Regions from separate parts of the Danio rerio genome. Here regions 2 and 3 are each linked to region 1. The links are chromatin contacts, called in public Hi-C and Micro-C maps. All regions are on one chromosome and are shown on one strand. Each heading gives the region's core, a stretch centred on a gene start, on an enhancer-like site or on the middle of the called end of the contact. The rest is flanking DNA. Distances are from core to core; before and after follow the strand shown.

Region 1 (4,500 bases), core at 84-2,583:
TTACAATGTTTAAAATATTTATTTGCTTGCAAAATTACTGGCAAAAGGTGAATGTATACAGTACCTTTTGATTGTCAGTCTTTCTGTGTTGATGGAAACAGTCAGCGCTGCCGCAGCGGACGCCGGTGAATGACATCACGCTGTGAAGAGCATCCTGGGACATGAAGTTCAGTACAGTCTAGGGAAAATATGGTAAAATGGGAATATATATACAAGAAAACTAATAAAACCAGTTATTTTTTCCTGGGTAAAATATTACTGAATCACTTTAATAATTAAATTATGTTTAATGAGTTCCAGTCAATCAATAAAAACCACAAAACAAAACGTACATTTGCATGAACTTTTATGTTGTACTTTAGCTAGAACAACATAAATCTAAATAAACATAAATATTTATTAACATAAATATAAAAAATGTAAATTCATCAGTAAGTTACATGAACTATGGAAATATATTTAATGTGATATAAGATGAAAATCAAATTCATATCAAACATCAAAATTCACAAAAGTCAAATGAACCCATTTATTTATTAAATAAAAATGTATTAAATGAAGCAATTTAGCAAAAATGGGTGTATTGAATTGATATCAGACAGGAACATGACATGAATTGACAGGAACATCAGAATAAAATCCAATGGATCATGCACAGATCTTTAAAAAAAAGGTCTTTAACATACACAGTCAACATAAGAAAAAACTATAATCATAGATATGCATACAAATAACATACTCCCAGACAGAAAGTAAAAATAATGATAATAATAATAATAATAATAATAATAATAATAATAATTATTATTATTATTATTATTATTATTATTATTATTATTATTATTATTATTGAGTATTATTGTTATTATAGTTAATATTATTATAAAATATAAAATACATTTTAAACGGACAGAATAATAATAATAACAAATATTGATCATTATTAATATTGTGATTATCATTATCTTTAAAAATACATTTTAACAGACAAAATTAAATAAATGAATGAAATAACAATGACAATTAAACAAAGAGACATTATAAAAGCCTTCCAACAATAAATGATTTTAAAAAAACTAAAAATAAATAAATAAATAAATGACTTTTACGTTACGACGTTACGTTACGTCACGATCAAAGAAAAACGAGCTGCGTGCGGACGCTGATCTGTAAACCATCTGTGCATCACACTCTGATATGACCCATGGTATGCAGATCATGCACTCTGCGCCAGCTCTGTTGCGGGACTCGCCCTCACTTCCGAGTGTGTTGTGTTCTGTTGGGGGTTTGGGTAAATAATAATACCACCAGGGCGCTTGTGTGTGTGTGTTGCCAAGAGAACGCACTGTAAGGAGTTCAGATGGCGCAGGTCTCACATGCTTTAAAGGTTGGTAAACGCATGTATTTTTATTTCTGCTCTGCTGTTTTGCTCATGCTCTGCCAGTGACAGAGATCAGCTGTCCCGTTAGCGGATCTGTGCTAACAGTAGAGCTTTCTCTGTAGGACAGGTGGATCTGACATGACCATGACTGGACCTTTTAGCAACTTGATATTTGATAATGACAGTGCAATTCATTGGTCCTTCTCTGACCTGCTACTGACTGTAATGTACGCCCTGCTTCTTCTGACAACTTCATTTATATTCATTTCAATTGTACATGCACACTGGCCGTGGCTTAACACATAACTAGCTCCCTACGTAGACAGCATGTCCTAAAATGGCAGTCTAGGTTAGTCAGCCCAATTGGCTTTCATGTCAAAAAATGCTTTCTGTGTGGATAGAAAACCTCTGATACTCAAAATATATTGTTTACTTTGGTAGCTCTCTGTGGTTTGATGCTTAAAAATAATGTCTATTTTAATGGATAGGCTATTGTGCCAAATAAAATATGATCTAGACTTGAAGCTCAGTAGATTTTGCTTTCTCTAAAGGCTGTCAAGTAGGCCTTGATAATTTGCATACTAAATAAACAAGGGTTAATGCCTAAAAATGCAGCCTACATTATACTATTTAATATATTTTCAAAATAAAAACATTTTTACAGTCAGGTAAATAGTGCTAACGTTGTTTTGAAGTCCTTCTTGCATGCGATTTCAAACCGAATATTCAAAGTAGCATGGTAAAATATAAGTTGTCACTGTTTAAAATTAACGAATGTGCGAATATAAAACCAACTTTACCTCAATAACATTATAGGGACTGTGTCACAAGTTGTCTCTGTTAGGAAATAAACGAATGTGCGAATATAAATAAAATCTGATCATGTGTTTAGTAACGTTTTTCTAATCCAATTTAACCATCAATTCGACTACCAACGGATTATTTGGGTGCATGTAAATGTAGCCAATGGCATGTTTGGTGCCATCTTGTGACTGAACAATGCGCAGGTTAGAGTATACTCCATTCAGCCATTTTCGTAGATGTCAGATTTGATTTTAATTAAAGAATAATAAACTATTATGGCACAAAACATTGTTTTGAGTCTCATGTTTATATTTTGTGACAAGTATCCATGTAGTAAGCGAGATAAAGTACATCCAGAATGGTTGTTTTTGCCGAATAAAGCCTTTCGGTCTTAATAATGGTGCTCTGCTTCATGTCAGATTGCCGATAAGCCTGTCAGGCGTTTATAACTGCGCTAACAAAGGCCTGAGTTAGGGCTGAGCGAATAATCGAAAAGTAATTGTCATTCAGAACCTATAATCGATCAATTTTTCCAAGTATCCATTTTTTAAATTACTTTTACTACCGTGTGTGGAGTCACTTGACCACGCTCAGTCTACACTTCTACGTTGAGCGCAGCATATGACCTGGCGCAGCCGTCACGCATTCGCATACCCCTAGCTATGACTTATGCCGATGCTGACTTCTCAAAAAATGTAACTACATGTTGCGACAATGCATAGCGCAAGCTCTGTGACTGGTCAGCTTGGTAGCATTGATGAGTGTAGGTGGTGCGGAGAGGGATGTTAGAAAAAGAACGAATGTACAAATATAAAACAAACTTTACCTCAATAATAATATTATGGCTCTAGTGTCATAAGTTGTCACGGTTAAAAAAAAAATTGTGCAAATATAAAACCAACTTTACCTTAGTAAAAATATTGGAACCATCTTAGGAGTTTTCACTGCTGAAAAATGAATGAATGTGTAAATAAAAAACAACAACTTCACCTTAATAATTTCGACATATATGTTTCTGGCATATATGTGACATATGTTTATATATGTGACATATGTTTCTGGCAAATAGGTGACATATGTTTCTGACATATAGGTGACATATATGTTTCTGGCATATAGGTTACATATATGTTTCTGGCATATAGGTGAAATATATGTTTCTGGCATATAGGTGACATATATGTTTCTGGCATATAGGTGAAATATATGTTTCTGGCATATAGGTGACATATATGTTTCTGGCATATAGGTGACATATATGTTTCTGGCATATAGGTGACATATATGTTTCTGGCATATAGGTGACATATGTTTCTGGCATATAGGTCACATATATGTTTCTCGCATAAAGGTGACATATATGTTTCTCGCATAAAGGTGACATATATGTTTCTCACATATAGGTGACATACATGTTTCTGGCATATAGGTGACATATATGTTTCTGGCATATAGGTGACATATATGTTTCTGGCATATAGGTGACATATATGTTTCTGGCATATAGGTGACATATATGTTTCTGGCATATAGGTGACATATGTTTCTGACATATAGGTGACATATATGTTTCTGACATATAGGTGACATATATGTTTCTGGCATATAGGTGACATATATGTTTCTGACATATAGGTGACATATATGTTTCTGACATATAGGTGACATATATGTTTCTGACATACAGGTGACCTATATGTTTCTGACATATAGGTGACATATATGTTTCTGACATATAGGTGACATATATGTTTCTGACATATAGGTGACATATATGTTTCTGGCATATAGGTGACATATATGTTTCTGGCATATAGGTGACATATATGTTTCTGATATATAGGTGACATATATGTTTCTGACATATAGGTGACATATATGTTTCTGACATATAGGTGACATATATGTTTCTGACATATAGGTGACATATATGTTTCTGACATATAGGTGACATATATGTTTCTGGCATATAGGTGACATATATGTTTCTGGCATATAGGTGACATATATGTTTCTGGCATATAGGTGACATATATGTTTCTGGCATATAGGTGACCTATATGTTTCTGGCATATAGGTGACCTATATGTTTCTGGCATATAGGTGACCTATATGTTTCTGGCATATAGGTGACATATATGTTTCTCGCATATAGGTGACATATATGTTTCTCGCATATAGGTGACATATATGTTTCTGGCATATAGGTGACATATATGTTTCTGGCATATAGGTGACCTATATGTTTCTGGCATATAGGTGACCTATATGTTTCTGGCATATAGGTGACCTATATGTTTCTGGCATATAGGTGA
Region 2 (4,177 bases), core at 1,561-4,060, 170 kb after region 1:
ACTCCTTGAGGGAAAGCTCACTTCTTCAGGTTTGGAGCCGTTAAGTAAACTCGAGTCATGTTTGTTCCTTTCAGGGTCTTCCAGTGTACCTGCTGAGACTTCTACATCTATCGGGCACATCACGTTGTCCAACTCATCCAATGGGATGTCATCAAAATCCTCAGGAACGTCTTCTAACGGGTTGTTGTTTTGAGGGAGATCATCGAAATGATCAGGAATGCTTCTGAAGTCATCATCTGGGATCTCGTCCATATCCCAATCGTCTTGTCTGGAAACTTGAGGGAGGGGTTGAGATTGAGGATGTCTTAGAGAAGCTTCTGATGCCAGACTGCTGTAGCCACTATCAGCTACACTGGCTACAAGGCCATCCGGTTCCTGTTGTGGATGTGTCTCCTCAGGTAAACCCAGCGTCCCACAAAGCACTCTGCTCTGAGAGTGAATCTCCAAGAGCTGTTCCACCTCTCCACCCAAAACCTTAATGTTTTCTGCCTTTAAAAGCAACACCCCAAGACGGACTGCAATTGGGCCGACTAGCTGTAGCTTAGTGCCTGGTGGAAGGTTGGCATTGAGGGCTGGGATGGGTCGGTACTCCATGCCCTCCAGATTCTGCACTCCATCTGTGAGCTGCAACATCAGCATGCGTGTTGGTTTGGCCTCCCAAGGCCTCTGGGTTTCTTGCGTAACTGCCGAGACTTGATCATTGGAGCAGTCGGTGCCTCGAATGCGCTGCAGCTGATTGTACGCAGGCTGACTAACGTCTAGTAGTGAGTCCATCTGAACGCAGCAACGATTGCTCAGTACTGTTTTCTGGGCTTCAGAAATCCTTTCAGGGAGAACTGGGTGGGCTAGATCTCGAAGGTCAGTCAGAAGCCATTGCTCCAGGACACGCTGATTAAGCTGCGATTGGGGTATGGATGCCCTGTCCACTTCCTCCTTTATCCAGTTTACACACGCATCCAGCCAGGCAGGAGGAACCTGGATGTGCCATTCAGAGCGCAGCCATGCCTGGATTACCTGGACTTCACCCACTGACATCCTCTCACCTTCCCAAACACCAGAGAGTCATCTTTTAAACATGGAGAGAGGCAAATGTGTTGTAAAGATTTAGGTATTTAACATTTGTATTACAACAGTTTACGTTAGAGAGATAGTTCACCCAAAAACGACAATTTCTGTCATCAGTGAATCACCCTTCACTTGTTCAAAAATACATTTGAGTTTCTTTTTACTGATGAACACAAATAAGATATTTTGAAAAATGCTGGTTGCTGACACCCATTGCCTTTTGTAGGAATGAAAAATACTATGGAAATCAAAGGGTGCAGGCCACATGCATTCTAAATATATATATCTAGAATATATTCAACATGGGACAGAAACTCATACAATTTTAAAACCACATGATGGAAAATACATTTTCATTTTTGGGTGAACTAAAAACTTAAAATTTCTTTACATTTTTATTCAGTTATTAAAAAAAGCTTCTACATACAATTCTGATTAAAGTTGATCTGTACAATAACAGTGTGATAAATTAGTATTTTCGAAAAGAAAAAAAAATTATATATATATATATATATATATATATATATATATATATATATATATATATATATATATATATGCTCACTCACCAGCCACTTTAATAGATACATGTTTGCATATTATGACATGGCGTTTTATCCTGCTAGAAGTAGCCATCAGAAGATGGAAACATTGTGGTCATAAAGGGATGAACATGATCAGCAACAATACTCAGGTAGGCTGTGGCGTTGACACGATGCTCAATTAGTACTAACCACCAGCCTAAACCATCGAAACCAGGCAGGATGGATCCATGCTTTCATGCTGTTGATGCCAAATTCTGACCCTACCATCCGAATGTGACAGCAAAAAATGGATACTCATCAGACCAGGCAACGTTTTTCCAGTCTTCTATTGTCCAATTTTAGTGAGCCTGTTCGAATTGTAGCCTCAGTTTCTCGGTTTCCGGTTCGAAGCTGACAGGAGTGGCACCTGGTGTTGTCTTCTGCTGCTGTAGCGCATCTGCCTCAAGGTTGAACGAGTTGTGTGTTCAGAGATGCTTTTCTGCAGACCTTGGCTGTAACAAATAGTTATTTGAGTTACTGTGGCCATTCTCCTCTGACCTCTGACATCAATAGGGCAATTGTCCCCACAGAACTGCCGCTCAAAGGATATTTGGTATTTTTCTGACCATTCTCTGTAAACCCTAGAGATGGTTATGCATGAAAATCCCAGTAGATCAGCAGTTTCTGAAACACTCAGACCAATCCATCTGGCACCAACAACCATGCCACGTTCAAGTCACTTAAATCACCCTTTTTTCCCCCATTCTGATGCTCGTTTTGAACTGCTGCAGATCGTCTTCACCATGTCTACATGCATTGAGCTACTGCCATGTCATTGGCTGATTAGAAATTTGCGCCAGAGTGGTGTACCTAATAAAGTGGCCGGTTAGAATAGTTTAACGTTTAAATCAAATATACAGCTTCTATGTAGCCCAGGTGCAGTTTAAAGCAACCATAAGATTATCAGTTCATACAAAACAAGTAATATGCTTAATATAGAGATTTTAAATGCATTATGATTATAAAAAATGAAATCTTACCAGTAAATGGCAGGCTGTGGATGAATTTGAGATCGTAACTTTGCTCTAATGAGTGATTTGCTCAAATAACCTGTAGCTAAGATGTTCTCGTGAAACAGTTTCAGTGATTAATTTTTTAAATACGTTTATCTCAATACATTAACTTTTTTTAAAAAGCATACGCTTTCTGAAGGATCAAACTAGCCTTGCTGATCATGAAGGCGTTCATAAAAAAAATTGACGTTGGTTTTGTCCAATGGTTGTCCGTGTCGCTTGCTGAGGTTTCGAGTATGCAGCGATTTCGACCAATCAGAATGAGTTTATATTGTGGAGGGAGGCGCTTTCATTGGCCCGCGCCTTATTGGCGTTAGAAACATTTTGTGCGTCATTGTTGTTACGAAGGGGGAGTACGATAGGAACAGGTATGTTGATACATTTCCCGATACAAAAAATCAACTCTTTTATCGTCTTTACACATATAAAAAACTGCATAATCTAGTAATAAATATATTAATGCTCTAAATTAACAGTATTTTTTCCCGCGCCCACGATTAATTCTTACAGTTAGAATTATGTTTGCTTACGGTGTAGTTAGCTTCATGTCTGTTAGCTAAAGCAAGCTAGCAACCGTGATCTTCAATAATTTTCACAGTTCGCTGTGCATAACTAAAGTAATGTTATTAGTTGTGTTAATAATACTATGTTATCTATATTTAACACGAGACTACGGAAAACAAGTGACGTTACTACTCGTAAAACAGTAATGTTACTTTATGCTATTTAGTTAGCTCGTTAGCTTCCTGAAACTATTCATTGTTAATTAGCCAGTCAGGCAGCTGATAAGGAAGATGGCGAAGTTTGATTACATTTAACAGCAGTTTTGGTTCTCAAAATACAATGGAGTTCCTCTTACAGTAAATATTACTTGGTGAATAGTTTGTGAGCATATCTGGCTCGTTTAAAAGCACGTATGCGTTAATGCTACACGCAGATAGGCAGCACAGCAGATTATGAAACACAACCCAAGAGTAGTTTGTTTTTATTTTAGCTTGACCTGGCTATAATTTGAATTCTTCCTATTAATTCATCGTTTCTGCATCCATAGAGAATATTAACCAATGTTTAGTTTCAGTTCAGTTTTTTTTATAACGCATTAATTTGTTTCTCTTCACATTTCCTCTTAAAATACTTTGCCTAATTATGGTGAATACATAAAACGCTGTTCATTCTTTTATTATTATTATTATTATTATTATTAATCACAGTTTAGCATTTTTAATGCATTGTTAACATCCAAATTTTTGCTTGTTTTTTTTTTTGATAAAAGATTTTAATGAAAACAACACCCAATAGTGTACACCGTGTATATATGTTAACAAAATTAACCCACTAGAACATGCATCAAAACACTAGCAAGCAATACAACAATTATACAGCACAATCTAAAAAATCTCAACCAGACTAATGGAATAAGAAACAAAATAGAATGACGCGTAAAAAGGAGGGAGAAAAAAATATTGTGCAATTCCATGTGAATGCCAACCTTTCCATGAAAAACATTAAGTCTTC
Region 3 (4,244 bases), core at 814-3,313, 230 kb before region 1:
TGTGGCAAGTAAATATCCCCCACACCATTACACCACCATCACCAGCCTGAACTGTTGATACAAGGCAGGATGGATCCATGCTTTCATGTTGTTGATGCCAAATTCTGACCCGACCATCCAAATGTTGTAGCAGAAATCGAGACTCATCAGACTAGGCCAGGTTTTTCCAATCTTCTATTACCCAATTTTGGTGAGCCTGTGTGAATTGTATCCTCAGTTTCCGGTTCTTAGCTGACAGGAGCGGCACCCGATGTGGTCTTTTAATGCTGTAGGCCATCCGCCTCAAGGTTGGTTGTGTTGTGTGTTCAGAGATGCTCTTCTGCAGACCTCGGTTGTATCGAGTGGCTATTTGAGTTACTGCTGCCTTTCTATCAACTTGAACCATTCTGGCCATTCTCCTCTGACAACTGGCATCAACAAGGCATTTACACCCACAGAAGTGCCAATCACTAGATATTTTCTCTTTTTCGCACCATTCTCTGTAAACCCTAGAGATGGTTGTGCGTGAAAATCCCAGTAGATCAGCAGTTTCTGAAATACTCAGACCAGCCCGTCTGGTACTAGCAACCATGCCTCATTCAAAGTCACTTAAACCACCTTTTTTCTCCATTCTGATGCTCGGTTTGAACTGCAGCAGATTGTCTTGACCATATTTACATGCCTAAATTTATTGACTTGCTGACCTTCATGTGCTTTTAATAGAAATAACATTCACCCTGTGATGCATACTGCAGTCTTTTTTTTGTCTGGCTTTCTCGGATATCTCACCTGTTCGCCAAAAATGACATTATATCGCACACACATTGAAAAAGCTGTGCCAGGCACAAAAGCTTGACAGGCGTAGCAACAGTAACTAAGGAAGGCGGGGCTTAGAGAAGGGTCCATTGACTGCAAACATGATTTCCCTATTTAGAAAATTCCTAAGAATGCTTTTCTGAAAACACATCATTAAAGTCTGAATATGCGAATATAGAGCCAACTTAGGCTCAATTCAGCTTTGTACTCGCCTTCCCATTGCTGGAGTGTATGAAGAGGAGTCCAATCAACCCTTTACTGGCAACCTTGTATCTGTCCAGGTGTATTCCTCCATGACGTCATATCCCCAGGCATCATTATCAGGGTCTATCACACGTGTGCAGGTGAATCGAGGAGACGTGGCAGGTCCTGACAAGAGGAAGCAAAAAAAAAAAAAAAAAAAAACAGCAACAATCAGCAAAAACGAGAACAAAGTGTGACGCTTTCAACTTTGTCTAGTTGGTTTACTATTTAGTCAGTACCTGAGGTAAAGTTGGTTTTACATTCACACATTCGTTCAGTGATAACTTGTGACACCCTCCCTATATTGTTTAACGTGTTACTTTGAATATTAGGTTTGAAATTACGTTTAAGAATAACATTAAAACAACTTATTTAACTGTAAATAATGATGTACTTTACTAGTCGATGACTGCTAATATTACCTCACTATATGACGTAGCGTTTACAAACAATAACGTTACTTTTCTGAAATTATATTCATAAAAAGTAAAGTCCGAATGAATAAAACGAACTTTACCTCAGTCTGTAGCCTACATGGGTTACATTCTTGTCCTTCTAAAACCACGTTGAGTCGCATAATTTGAGATCTTAAGATGCTGTCTAGGTAGGGAAGCTCGCTAGCTTTTGAAACACGACCGTTGTTAACGTTTAATAATCAGCTGTGCGCTTCCCAGGCCGAGAACAGCTTCATTGATAAACGAATATCACGTTTTCACTGACATATGTTTTTAAGGTTATGTAGAGGTAGACTGTCCTGACTAAAACGCTGTCAGGTGTGTTTATCGGTTGAGTATTTAGAATATGTGTGTGAACGCAGGCATATGCTCTCACCGTTCGGCTACATCTGGGACGGATGCCCTCATTTAAGACCCATCCTCGGAGATTTGTGAATTCAGGACAAGAATTGAAATCCTCTCAGTGAACACATCTATGCGGGTTTTTAATTCCTCCGGTAGCGTCGGTGGTTCAAATTTGGTGGAGAAAAGCCGCTAATTCCCGGTAGTTACCGAGCTACAGTTCAGACTGCTTGTGCGCATGCGCCTTAATGCCGGAAACTTGCGCCTGCGTGTACACTGCTGCTCTGACGTCATTGTGCCCTTTTCGCATTTCCGGGTTTCTCAGTAGCAGAAGTCGTCATAGTTGGGTAAACTTGCGCAGTGAATGGGAGACTACAACAAATACTTTTTTTTTTTACAATCCTGTTTCCTGAAAGAATAAAAGAAAAGCTAAACACAATGGTGATATGAAGACTTTCAGAAAGGATTTTAAAAATGTAAGAGATAATTTGGAATTTTATTTATAATAATTTTATGCAAGGATGCTATGATACATACATAAATACATATTAATAAACACACACTTAAAAAAATCTAAATATTAAATAATTTCAAGAATTTAAGATGGGATTAAAAAGGATCTGATGTATGAGAGAATAAATTAGTGAACTATTAGATTAAATGAATTAGTATGTGAGCCGAGTAGTATGTCTGAATTCATGGAATTCGAAAAATTATTATGTGAGAAGTACCCAGATGACTTGATACTTTTGGCAAGATTCTGAAGTGCGCATCCTATGCATGCCCGCGAGAGATTTCATAAATGCGAATGAAGCGACGCAACTGATGAAGGTAGGTCACGTGACCATGACAAAATGCCGAATGTAGTACGTCCGAATTCCTTTCATACTTTTCAAATTCATACTGTATAGAACGTACTTTTCTAACGGCCGAGTAGTACGTTTAAATTCAAATGCAGTACCTACTGAGTAGTAGGTGGTTTCGGACCCAGCCAGTGGCCCAAAAACCATGTTAGCCTTCTACAACCAAAAGCCCCTTTTACACAGTAGCCCCTTTCACACAAACAGACCTTTCCGGAAAGATCTGTAATATGTGTGAACAGGCTTTTGAAAATAAAAGCTATTTTCCGGAAAGAGAAGTTGTAACATACTGTTAATTTGCCAGAATGCTGTGAACGCAGAAGGAAGATTGCCGGAAAAAGCACGTGCACGTCTAGAACGCACTGACATGAGACGTCTACTTCAGCCAGTCAGAACACTCAGGGTGCTTTCACACCTAGACTTGTGTTTCGGAACCTGTCTCGTTTGCCCAGTTAGCGCGGTTCGTTTGGCATATGTGAATCCACCATTTGGGCTCGGATCCGCGCCAACATAATCGCTCCGAGATCGCTTGAATGAGGTGGTATCGGCTTGATTGAAACACACTCTGGAGCGGATCGATTGTAGTGAGAAAGCGATACGATCCGAGCCCGGTTATATCACAGTGTTTTATGGATATGTAATAGGTAGGCCCACACGGAATCTTCGCGCACAGAATTTCGCAGATTTTTAGCAGAATTCCGCAGATTTCTGCAGATTTTTAGCCGATTATTAATTCTGTTTATTTACTTGAGTAATTGTGTAAATCTGAATTCATTCAGTTATTATTCAGTAATTTATTACTTTTTATTTAATATATTAATGTGTAAGTTATGATACTCCACTGGATACTCCCAAAATAATTCCGCAGAAATCCGCAGATTTTTACCAAAATTCTCCCCAGAAATAGCAAAAAACGTCCGCAGATTCCGTCTGGCCCTAGTAATAGGCCTACGGCTATATAAAGAGAGAATTATGAGTAGGGAGGGAAGTCATTCCAGACATCCCAAGTCTCCCGAAAGTTCAGGAAACAAAAACTAAGAGTAGTCTGTATGGTTTAAAATTTCTCCTAAGACATGGGCTGCGTCCGAAACCGCCTACTACTCAGTATGTAGTGCATTTGAGTTTAAACGTACTACTCGGCCGTTAGAAAAGTACGTTCTATACAGTATGAATGTGAAAAGTATGAATGGAATTCGGACGTACTACATCCGCCATTTTGTTATGGTCACTAGACCTACCTGCGTCAGTTGCGTCGCCTCACTTCCATTCATGAATTCGCTCGCGGTGCATCATGGGATAGCGCAGCATGTATGGGATTGCCATTCCAAAATCTCGCCTGAAGTAGTAAGTCATCCGGGTACTTCTCATACTGATTTTCAAATTCTATGAACTCGGACATACCCGGCTCGCATACTGATTTAGCGTACTATATAGTATAGAAGCATGCGGTTTCGGACGCAGCCATGGGTGTCCAAACTTGGTCCTGGAGGGCCGGTGTCCTGCATATTTTAATTCCAACCCCAATTAAACACACCTGAACAAGATAATC

What was found. Hi-C and Micro-C count contacts between places; a contact is called where the count stands out from the background.
Region 2: a Hi-C map of hematopoietic stem cells shows a contact between it and region 1, with 2.8 times the contacts expected there. The contact joins the promoter of rmi1 here to the promoter of agtpbp1 in region 1. A contact is called at or near these places in 2 of 18 Hi-C or Micro-C datasets (hematopoietic stem cells and an unstated tissue).
Region 3: a Micro-C map of caudal fin shows a contact between it and region 1, with 8 times the contacts expected there. The contact joins the promoter of entpd4 here to the promoter of agtpbp1 in region 1. A contact is called at or near these places in 2 of 18 Hi-C or Micro-C datasets (caudal fin and hematopoietic stem cells).

The regions. Positions count from the first base shown.
Region 1 is chr8:59,708,537-59,713,036 of GRCz12tu, reverse strand. agtpbp1 (ATP/GTP binding carboxypeptidase 1) reads left to right here and starts at 1,333. Exons shown (of 26, transcript NM_001024445.2): 1 at 1,333-1,387. It overlaps naa35 (N-alpha-acetyltransferase 35, NatC auxiliary subunit), which reads right to left and starts at 113. Exons shown (of 23, transcript NM_199550.1): 1 at 65-113.
Region 2 is chr8:59,539,489-59,543,665 of GRCz12tu, reverse strand. rmi1 (RMI1, RecQ mediated genome instability 1, homolog (S. cerevisiae)) reads right to left here and starts at 2,810. Exons shown (of 2, transcript NM_200180.1): 1 at 2,630-2,810; 2 at 1-1,066. The coding sequence starts at 1,035. It overlaps hnrnpk (heterogeneous nuclear ribonucleoprotein K), which reads left to right and starts at 2,960. Exons shown (of 16, transcript NM_212994.2): 1 at 2,960-3,030.
Region 3 is chr8:59,939,538-59,943,781 of GRCz12tu, reverse strand. It overlaps entpd4 (ectonucleoside triphosphate diphosphohydrolase 4), which reads right to left and starts at 2,063. Exons shown (of 13, transcript NM_001002419.1): 1 at 1,870-2,063; 2 at 1,008-1,164. The coding sequence starts at 1,015. It overlaps antxr1a (ANTXR cell adhesion molecule 1a), which reads left to right and starts at 2,159. Exons shown (of 19, transcript XM_001332805.10): 1 at 2,159-2,311.